Regions from separate parts of the Gossypium hirsutum genome. Here region 2 is linked to region 1. Evidence: chromatin contacts called from public Hi-C data. All regions are on one chromosome and are shown on one strand. Each heading gives the region's core, a stretch centred on a gene start, on an enhancer-like site or on the middle of the called end of the contact. The rest is flanking DNA. Distances are from core to core; before and after follow the strand shown. Region 1 holds the start of LOC107961637 (20 kDa chaperonin, chloroplastic). Region 2 has its middle 50 kb from the start of LOC107962189.

What was found. A called contact is a pair of places that touch in the nucleus more often than the background predicts.
Region 2: a contact with region 1 is called in a Hi-C map of leaf, with 1.7 times the contacts expected there. The contact joins the enhancer-like site here to the promoter of LOC107961637 in region 1. A contact is called at or near these places in 2 of 34 Hi-C or Micro-C datasets (both in leaf).

What each region holds. Positions count from the first base shown.
Region 1 is chrA06:21,540,895-21,546,560 of Gossypium_hirsutum_v2.1, forward strand. LOC107961637 (20 kDa chaperonin, chloroplastic) reads right to left here and starts at 2,754. Exons shown (of 10, transcript XM_041115858.1): 1 at 2,472-2,754; 2 at 1,846-2,101; 3 at 1,404-1,763; 4 at 1,178-1,280; 5 at 507-591.
Region 2 is chrA06:22,374,153-22,379,818 of Gossypium_hirsutum_v2.1, forward strand. No RefSeq gene overlaps it. Among protein-coding and RNA genes, the nearest start is that of LOC107962189, 50 kb to the left of the region's middle. Within about 2 kb of position 3,544, at least 4 of the 9 cell types and tissues checked have an H3K27ac peak or open chromatin away from gene starts, as enhancers often do. A contact at or near this core is called in leaf, where this site is marked.

The DNA.
Region 1 (5,666 bases), core at 1,504-4,003:
ATAAATTGATGGCCAACGCTATGGCAAATCGCATTTGAAACGTATTAGACAAATGCATTGATCTAGCACAAAGTGCTTTTGTCCCCGGGAGATTGATTTCGGATAACATTTTGCTTGCTTATGAACTACTTCACACTTTGAGACATAAGAGGCGGGGAAAAAATGATTTATGGCAATTAATCAGGATATGAGTAAGGCATGTGATAGGATTGAATGGAATTTTGTGGAAGAAATAATGAAGAAATTGGGATTTGATTTAGAATAGGTGGCCTTACTAATGAAATGTGTTACTACAGTATCTTATTCGATGGTTTTAAATGAGTATAATAAGGAAATCTTTTTCCCTTCTAGAGGATTAAGACAAGGGTGGTTGAGCCCGTTCTTATTCTTATTCTTATTCTTATTCTATGGAGAAGGTCTCTCTAGTCTTATGAAGCTAGGAATGCAGGAAAAAAAAGTGAGAGGAGTTAAGGCAAGTAGAAGTGGGCCGTAAGTTTCTCACTTACTTTTTGCAGATGACTGTATGTTGTTTGGGGAAGCTACCGAAAGGAGCGCAATTTCCTTGAAACAGATTCTACATGAATATGAAGTCTGCTCGGGCCAAAAAGTTAATTATTCAAAATCTACAATTTTTTTCAGCAATAATACGCAGGAGGACAATAGAAGAACAATTACTAGAGTGCTCAAGGTACGAAGCTCAAACAATCTGGAAAGATATCTAGGGTTACCTAATTTGGTGGGTAGAAGAAAGAATGAATCTTTTCAGAATTTGAAAGATAGACTACAACAACGAATAGATAATTAGAGTATCAAATATCTCTTACAAAGAGGTAAGGAGGTTTTTATCAAAGCTGATTTACAGTCTATACCAACCTGTTCAATGGTGTGTGTTTTGCTTCCTAAATATTTATGCACGAAATTAGAGGGTATAATTGCAAAATTTAGGTGGCAAACAAATAGGGGAAAAAGGGGATTCATTGGTGTGCTTGGAAGGATATTTGCTCGCTAAAAGAAGTGGGTGGTCTAGGTTTTCGAAGTCTTGATAAATTTAATATCGCATTATTAGCTAAGTAGGGTTGGCGTCTTATTAGTTATCCAAATTCTTTGTTAGCCCGTATTTTAAAAGCTAAGTATTACCCGAATACAAATTTCTTAAATGCTCATTTAGGTAACTTACCTTAACTTACTTGGAGGAGTGTTTGGTCAGCAAAAAGACTTCTGGAGGAAGGATTATGCTGGAGGGTTGGTAAAGGAGACCATATATCAGTGTGGACCGATCTCTGGGTGTTGGGTAAAGAAGAAGACAGAATACAAAATCACAGCAGAAATGAAAATATCAGATTAGTGTCTGACTTAATCGACGAAGTTAACAGAACTTGGAAGAGTTAATTGATTGTCCATACCTTTCATACGGATATTGCTAGGAAAATACTACAAATTTTGTTAGCAAAGTCCACTCATGAAGACTTTCAGGTGTGGAGAGGGGAGTCATTTAGAAACTGCTCAGTAAGAAGTGCCTATAAACTATTACAGGATACTACATTGAATCCTAGTAATTATATACAGGCCGATACTAAAAATTTTTACAAGAAATTGCGGAACCTATACATGCCTTCGAAATTCAAAATTACAATGTGGAAAATTTTGTGGAATTACATCCCCACTTTTTTCTAATCTGAAGATGAGAAGAGTAATGGTTGAGGATCAGTGTATTAGATGCCATCAAGGTGAAGGAGACAGTAACCATGTCTTCTGATTGTACCCTACAACGAAGGAAGTGTGGAGACATTTAAACTTCTCATGGGTTCTTAATAATAGCAATCCAGATTTTTGGACTTGGCTTACTTTGGTTTTCAATCAAGGGACGAATGAGCAATGTAGAATCTTTTGTTGCGGACTCTGGTTAATATGGACAAATAGAAACAAGTTAATCTATGAAGGCAAATCAAGCACCAGTCAAGATATCTCAAAACAAGTTACCAGTTACATTTCAGAGTTGGATGGTATAGAGGACAAAGTACTTATCTTGGAAGCAAAAACGAGACCCATACAGAACATGTAGAGGGCGAAGGTGGCTATCTATTTTGATGCGGCTTTTGACCTACAAAATTTTAGATCTACATCAAACCTAGTTGTTAAAGATGAGGGGGTAGAATCATAGCATTAAAATCAACTCTTCATTTCAACGTTGCATCTCCGTTTGGGTGGAAGCACATGTAGGATTTCAAGCAAAAAAATTAGGGATTCATATGGGTTTTCATACTCTGGACATACTAGGAGACTCGAGAACGATAATAACAAAATGTCAAAGTGCAGATCGTGACAGATCAAATATCGGAGCAATTATCGGTGACATTCAAAGTCTAAAGACACATTTCCAAGAAATCAGATCCCATTTCATCCCAAGGACAAAAAATACATGCGCTCATCTATTAGCAAAAGCAGCACTCAAGAATGGCAAGGAACAATACCTAGAGGGAGGGATTCCACAATCGATTAGAAGAGAAATAGAGAAAAATTTCCGGGAACTTTCAAATTAAAAGAGAAGAAGAAACGACTAAGACCATCGGAATGAAAGAGGAAAAGAAGAGTTTGTGACTTTTGAAATGGAAGAAAAGCAAATGGTTCTGTTTTGGAAATAAAGTAGATAAGCAAAAGATTTTTTTCAGAAGATCTGCTTCGCTTTACAGCTGTCTCGGGGATATGAATTGGCAGTATCATTATGATGGCCAGCTGTACCCGACGACTGGAGTATAGATATAGGTTTATTATTTCAGTTCAGTTTTTATTTTTGAATTTATGGGCCAATCTGATGGCGGCCAGTTTTTGTTATTTGTTTTCTTAGGCCTACTTAGCTAGAGTTAACCGAATCCAACATATGGGATATTTTTTTGTTTAAGATTTGAATTCATTAATCCAATTGAATTTTTTTTTAAAAGTATAGTCCCTCTTAAATCCATAAATAAAAAAATAATGCATTTTAACGCACTCAAACTCATATTTTTCTATATTGACATTAATATTCATATCAATCAAACTAATGCTAAATCAACAATAGATGAATATTTAGTAATTGTTTTCAAAGTTAAAAGCACAACCATAGGTACTGAAATGCATAAAAAGCGGTCCATAATTATAACGAAAAAAGAGTATACTTCACAAAAAATATTGATGTGTGGCGCAAAAAAGAACATCATTTGTCACAAAAAGAATCATCATTCACCAGTGTACTTTAAACTTTTTTTTAAAATTTTCTTTAAATTTTTTCAATAATATTATTAATTTCCACTGATTTCTTTTCAAATTTTTAATTTTTTTATAAATTTTATAATTCATATGTTTTTTTCTAGATTATATATATATATATTCTAAACTTTTATATATTTATTTCCATTTTTACATTTTTAATGTGTATATACAATTAATAAAGAAAATAGTTATTTTTGTATATAAAGGCACCTCGTGGTATTTTTTTAATTGGCTATGAGAAAAATTGGATTAAAAAAATATCACGAAGGTATATTTTAGGTATTAAATTGAAAATTCAAGTGTTTTTAAGGTATAAAATTGAGGGAAAAAAATAAGGATTAAAACGAGAAAACAAGTATACTTTAGGAGCTAAAATGAATGAAGCCTAAAATAAATAAAAACATATTATGTGTATATTAAGTCAAGTAGATTGAGGAAACATAATGGGAAATGGAATGTATTTACTTTCTTTGGGTTTGCAAGGTTAATAATACCGTAAGTTGTGATACCTTTTTGAAGAATAACTTGGATTGAAAAAAAGAATTGAGTTTTACTATTGATGAAGTTTACTAATTTGTTTTGGCTCCTGTTAGACGATTGAACTCTATGGTTGTCCATAGGAACACATTCATACTGACATGCCTGTAATTAAAAATGCCATCGGAATTATACTCACAAAAGGATTAGCATATGCCTAAATATAGAAAAAATTGCAGAATAATGAGATCCTTTTGATGCCAATAATTGGTAAGTGTTTTATTTGATGGGGTCGCTTATAAATATATCGAAGCTCAGCTTAGATGAATTTAAGCCATAGGCTTCCCAATGAAAAACATAAAAAAGTTTCTACTTTTTTGTTATTCTTGCTGCAAAATAAATAGGTCCTTGATATGTCTTAATAATTCGTGTCAGGAAAAAAAGTGTTCTTTTATGATAAAAAACTGTCAAAAAATTTGATTAAGTTTCTGTTAGAATTAAGTGACTTGAATAAATAAAATTCATATAGAACTACACTTCTTTTCTTACTACACTCTTATTAGAATATGACTTTACAAAGCCTATAATTAGACATAGTCTATTACTCTTGTATTAATTCGAATTTGACATAGTGAATTTTCTTCTCCTCTGCCCGTGGTTTTACCGATGTTGTATTTTTTACAGTTTTTTTCTCTTGGTTGCCTTAGCTTTGTCGAGTTTATGCTCAGCAGTCAAGGTTGAATATGATGCTAATGCCATTATCATTGATCAAGAACGAAAGATTATGAATGTTGCTTCCATTCACTATCCTCGCAGCACTGAGCATGTTTAGTATAAACATATATATATTTATATATATTTGTTTAAAGACTCTGCAAATGGCTAACTATTGACATTAAAACATATGTGGCCTGATCTCATTATGAAAGTAAAAGGTGGCGGGATTGGTGTCATTGAAACATATATTATGGGATGTCCATGAGCCTAGACACCGCCAGGTCAAAGTTCTTGTTATAGTTTTATGCTAGTACAATTCCCATTAATAGAGTCTGCTGTAATTTGTAACTTGGCTTCTCTGTATTTTTCAGTATGATTTCTCAAGGAACTTGGAACTTCATAAAGTTTCTCCAGCTCGTCCATGAAGCTAGTCTTTATGGCATTATCCTGATTGGATAGAGAACAATGTTGGGTTTTAACAGCAAAGGAGGAAAACAGAAGCAAGTAATCCGGATGAAGTATGAAGCTCAATCTGAAAATAGAGAAACAAGGTAATAAACCCAGATGAAGAATGAAAGAAGTTTGAACTTCAAAGACTTGAGACTTGCAGAGAGAAACTTCCAACAAAGCAGAAATTTTTGGAAGAAATGAATTTTTCTTGCTTTCCATTTCAACCGGCTAAAGTATATATGTGTTACAATAAAATTGATAGTTTCCTAATGTCTAACTGCTACCACTAATGCATGACTTAAGCTTAGCTAAAATTACACTCAAAAGAAGCTGACATATCAGCTATTACATCAAACATAAATGAACAATAACAACTCCTACTAACTTGAAGTTACATTACAAAGAAACTAAATCAAGTTACAAATGAACAAAAGTTGTTACTGCATTGGTTAGGCTTGGATGCTGGTTTCTTGTTGCATTGCAGGCCAAAAATTTAACACTCCTCATTGGACTATATACAACAAACTCCAATTTTTCTTCTTAAAGCATCAAATCGTGTAGCACCGAGAGACTTGGTTAAAATATCAGCAAACTGATTTTCTTAGCTGCAATGAACCATATTTACCTCCCTTGATTGTTCAGCCTCTCGAATAAAATGGAATTTAATTTTAAAATGTTTCGTCTTGCCATGAAAAACAAGATTTTTAGCTATAGCAACTGTTGACTGATTATCAACCTTGATCTCAGTTGCTTCAACTTGTTCTTCATTCAAG
Region 2 (5,666 bases), core at 2,294-4,793, 830 kb after region 1:
ATTGTAGTAATGAAGTAGAATATGTGACGGTGATGGTTAGATTTAAATGCAATAAGTAAAAATGAAAAATAATTATTAAGTACATTAGTTTGAAATGTGATTATAATATAATAAAATAATTATTTAATATAATTTTATATTAAAAATTAGATGTTATTTTTGTTAAATATCAATTAAAAATACTAAAACCATTCGTATTAAATTATTTAATATAATTTTATATTAAATAATAATTAAACCTGTTTTTGTCTTGATTTATAAAGAGTAGTGGTTAAAATTTTTGTAGTTTTGTTAAGCATTCGTTTGGTATGGGTTCAAATTGTATTACCACCATCCTCTAACCTTAATATTATATAAAAAATTAAAATTCATATTTATGATAATAAAAATATTACATATTGAAATTTTATATAAAAATAATTTTTATATAATTATTATAAAATAAAAAAAATTACAATTTTGGGTTTAACCTCCTCAATTGTTAATAATAAAATTTAGTTATATATATATATTTGTGTCTTACTTCAGTAAAATATATTTATAGAAATTATTCAAAAACTATGAAAAATGAAATAAATATAGAAACATAGATTTTATAAATTTCAATGGATTGATTTTTTATCTTTAATATTAGATATAGGCATAATGATTTATTTGGTTCTTCAACTTTACGAAAAAAGTCAATTTAGTTTTTCATTTAATTTTTTGTCTCTTTTACTCTTGCACTTGTATTATTTGTCAAATCACCCTAAAATTAATAAATGTTAATTTTTCCATTCATTTTGGGATAATTTGACAAATAAAGCAAGATTAAAGGCTAAAAGAGAAGAAAAATTAAATAAAAGACTAAAATAACTTTTTTTATAAATTTGGAGAGCCAAATAATTATTATGCTAATATATAAATATCTATTAGAAGAAAATAGGAAAGATAGGCAGCTATTAAGAAAAAAAAAAAGGAAAAGAACGAAGTGCGATGGTTGAAGGAGTTAAAAATTTCTTTTTATAAAACCCAAACCTGCACGGGGTAAAACCGTAGCTACTAAAAAATGAAAGAGAGATTGTTGTGAGATTGAGCTAAAAAAATGGGTGAAATTCATGTCAGTGGTGTGTACCAAACATTCAAAGGAGCCTAAGATATAGAAATGGAAAGGACTTGAGGCATCAAATTGACGCAGAGAAAGAAAAAGTATTTTGAATTGTTAATTTGTTTAGATTTAATCAAAATTAGGTTATTGAAATTTATTTTTTTAAAAATAAATTTGTTACATATCCCGTGAAAATAAAATTATATAACAAATATAGTCTATAGAAATTTAGATTTAAATTTTATTATTTGTATATTTTCCTAATTTTGCTTTGTAAAAGATATAATATATAAAAAATAACACCCTTAATATAATACAATTTATCTTATAAAATAAGGACACTTCCGTCATTACTCAACTAAATTAGTGTCCAGTTAACTCATAATATCAACTCAGTCAAGTGCTTAATATATACAGCTCAAAAGTCAACTTCCTAAAATTGAATTTTTACTTTTTCTTTTTCTGAAAATAATATGGTTAGTGCAAACTGTTGATGCATTGATTGCTGATAGTATGTTACAACATTCTGAGTGTTGAGTGACGGACATATGAGAGAGTCCAGAAATTATGGGTTCTTTAATAAAAGGGTTTTGAGCAAGGAGATTACGGGATCAGTATCAAGCATTTCAAGAATATTTATCTATTATTCTATCTCTGTTTCAAGGAGGATGATCCTATCGCCATATTTAGCTTGGGATCAACCTATTTAAGGAACCTTCTTCCTTCATTATCATAGTTAAATTTAGAGTGCACTAAATAGTTCATTTTACAACATTTTAGACGTTGCAATTTGAGTTTTTTTTGTCATTCATTGATAGTGTTTTCCAGACCTTCAGTTGAGTGGTAAGCAAGTTTACATTAAGTATGAGTTTAAAAATTTTAAAAATAAAAAAGTATATTTAAAAGTTTATCTTTCAATAAAAATATATAAAAATTTATAATAATACATATAAATTATAAAAATATTTGTAAATAAATAAATAAAATTTACATTTATTTATTAAAATAATAATTCTATAAATAAAGCAATTTAGGGGAATCATGAATAAGACTAAAACAGATTCATTTTTTTAACATTAACGACAACAATGTTTAGGTTGGGTCAAAAACTATAGCCTAAGGTTGAAAAAGGTAAGATTTAATATCTTTAAGTTGTTGCCGGAACGTGTTTGTTATGTTTGAAGTTGTGTTTGAAGGCATAGATGATTGAGAATATATATGCGAGGATAAGGTCTTGAATACCCAATTGGTAGAAGGCCATGCATAGAGCTCCACAACTGATTCTTGGTATGATGGCACAATAATAAAGGATGTGAAAATCAAGGAGTTTAGAATAAAAATTATTAGTGCCAGTAATTGTGGGCGAACACAACTCCAACACTTGACAAATTTGGCAAAAGTTAAGGAATAAGGCAGCGTATAATAAACAAATTATTATTTATAGAATAAAAAAATTTAAACATTTGAATTTAGTTTAAGTACTGTTTCTGAGATTTTTAAGAAAATTATTTTATACAATCAAATTTCATGTTAGAAAAAGAGAAAATGGTTATTCATTTATTATAATTTTACATGTATTTTTATAATTGTGTATGTGTTTTTTAGCTGGAAATAAACATTTAAATCATTTTTAATTTTAAAGTTTCTTAATTTTAATTTTGAATTTTTAAGAATCAAAATTAAATTGACAAAATTTTAAAGTTGATGGTTAAATTTATTAAATTTTTTAAAATTAATACTGAATTGATAAAATCTATAAACATTGAAAAGATAATTTTATTATTAGACTGATAAAAAAATTCATACCAACAATTTACTAATGATTTAATGGATGAGTAATCAAAATATTAACTAAAATAAACAATCAAAGGCCGAATTCTAAGTGTTTATTTTTTTTTCAACAAATCTTTCATTCAGTAGGAACCAGATTAATAGAGTGTTACTAGTTCCACAGGTGGAACTTGAGCCCAGTTTGATGGACAAGAATGAATCCTAGTTTTTCCTGCGATCCAGTCAACAGCTCCATTACAGTTCCTTTTGATAAACTTAAACGATACATCATTAAGTCTAGAAACTATCGATAGAATATCTACAACAATTTCAAAAATCTCCCAAGGGCACTGGTTCTTTTTTTTAAGCATTGAATGAGTGCAAGATTGTCGGGTTCAAATTCCACAGACTGCCAGTTGTTATCAGACGCAAGTGTGGAACCCAGCCTTATAGCTTGGGCTTCAGCCGCTAATGCCGTAGACACATGCATCAACGCGCTGGTTCTATCTGTAATATCTCCATTGCTGTTCCTGGCAATTGCAGCCACCCCAGCTTCTCCAATTCTCCCTTTTAGAGAAGAACCACGGTTGGTTTTTACAACTTGAGATGGCGGTTTTGTCCATTCGGATTTGAGGGCAAAGTTAGGGTGGGACCTCCCAGGAACTGAATTCTAAGTTTCATTGTCACGTCACACCGACAAAGAATAGTAATAGTAAATAGTAGGTTAGGACAGGTGCAGCTCACCCCACTTGGTTCTCTCATCTATGTATCTTTTAATTTTGTAGACTGCATCTGCGTTGCACTGCTGGAATCTAATTGTGTACGTATGTTTTGGATATTATATATTATTCCGGTTCACGTGGGGGAGCCACGATTCACAATGACCTCCTATAATATTATTCTTTTTTGTACTAATGAACTCCTATAATATAGTGTTTATAAATAAATATGCCTCGTTCATTTATCAAATAATGTACTTGTCGGATTCGGAATCTGACATGACCGCAACATGCCATTAATTAAATAATTACGTTCTACAATTTATATAAAAAAACCATTCTTACTTATATTAATTCCCTAAAGAGAGGCAATTTGAATGTAGACATGATCCCAATTACTGTCAAAGTTAAAATTTTGTTAATTAGGTAAAAATTTGATGTTCTATAAATAAGGTTTTAAGTTAAAGTATTTCAACTGAAAATTGATATAATTATTGATTGTCGAATAAAAAAAAAACTTAAAATGTAATAATCCAAGTCGTGTATTGTTTCCAACTTAGATTGTTATAAAACAAAAATGGTTGACATTGTACGTAAATGATTGTTAATAATGAGTGAAAGGGAAGGGGCCATGTGTTTTATCCGTATATTGTACTCCTTAATATTTATTTGGAAAACTATGTTTCGTTTGGAGTTTAATTTTGGGGACCGCCTTTGATGCTCAACTCAAACAAAACGCTTCCGTGGATGGCCCTCAAAATTACTTTCCCCAACCTAATTTTCAACCAAGTTTCACGAATTATGTCTTATTTTGATTAATTAATTAATTGCAACTTAAAAGTGGGCATTGGAAGACAAAGGGAAATGAGGGTAAGCGAGGAGCACCGACTGGGGGCACTTCACATCACGGGAGATGGATCGGCCTACTCCTACAAATCAAATACAGATAAAATAAAAGTGGGCCCAATGGATTGTGCGCCCACTTGACGTGGGGGCTTCTACGCCTCATCGACCATCTCTGCTTTTATTGTCCTTTGCCTCACTTCGTCAACGCGTTTCATGCTCCACCTTGCCTCTTTCGGTTAAGGATCACACAACTCAAATTCTCTAATACTTTTTAGGCTAAACTATATTGTTACACAAGTAATTTTGTTTTATTATTTATGAAAAAATTATAAAATAGTTATTTAATTAATTAATTTTTTTAGTTATTAATCGTTAAATAGTTAATGAAAAGATGGCATTGATGTTTTTAAAATTGACATAATACAATCAATTCTATCCATAACTGTCACATATTTTAACAACATTTCACTGTAACAACTTTCTAGTAGAACTAATTTTCTATGTTTATTTTAACCCTCTATAAAAGTTTTTCACTTATAATAGCAACAACGGTTATGAAGTACTTCATTTATTAAATCAGTTCTTTATAATAACATATTCTCGAACATTTTAAGTAAAATTATAGTTATTTCATATAAACAAACATATTAATCATAATTAATTAAATATTATTTTAATAAAATATTTAAATTTCAAATGAAAAATCTCTTAATCATATTTTAATAAATGAAAATAACATTCAATGAGTGAAACTAAAGATATCAATTCAATCAATTATTAAGTTCCCTAATCAAATATTCTATTACAAATTTGGAACATTATAAACTTATAAATTGATTACTTGAATTTAATAAATCCTGATACATTAATTAATTTAATAACCCATAATAATTAATCAAACATATTAGATTTATGAGTTTCGTAATTAATCATGTGAAACACTGTAAAATAAAATATGTATAAAAATAATAATATACACTTGTTATACATCTTTTAATTTTGTTGATTTGATTTTACTTTCTTTTTTTAACATAATTTTGACTTTCTTTATTTGATGAAAATTTATGATAAATTTACAACAATTATCTCTTTATAACAACATATTATAGGTGTATAACAATTGACCTTCGAAAGCCGACAACATATTCATCGATTTTCTATTCTTCCTAGACCACCTATGGGTCTCCATTGAGACTGTAATAGCTTGTTTTTAGGTCAAATTGGAACAGTGGTTTCGGGACCAC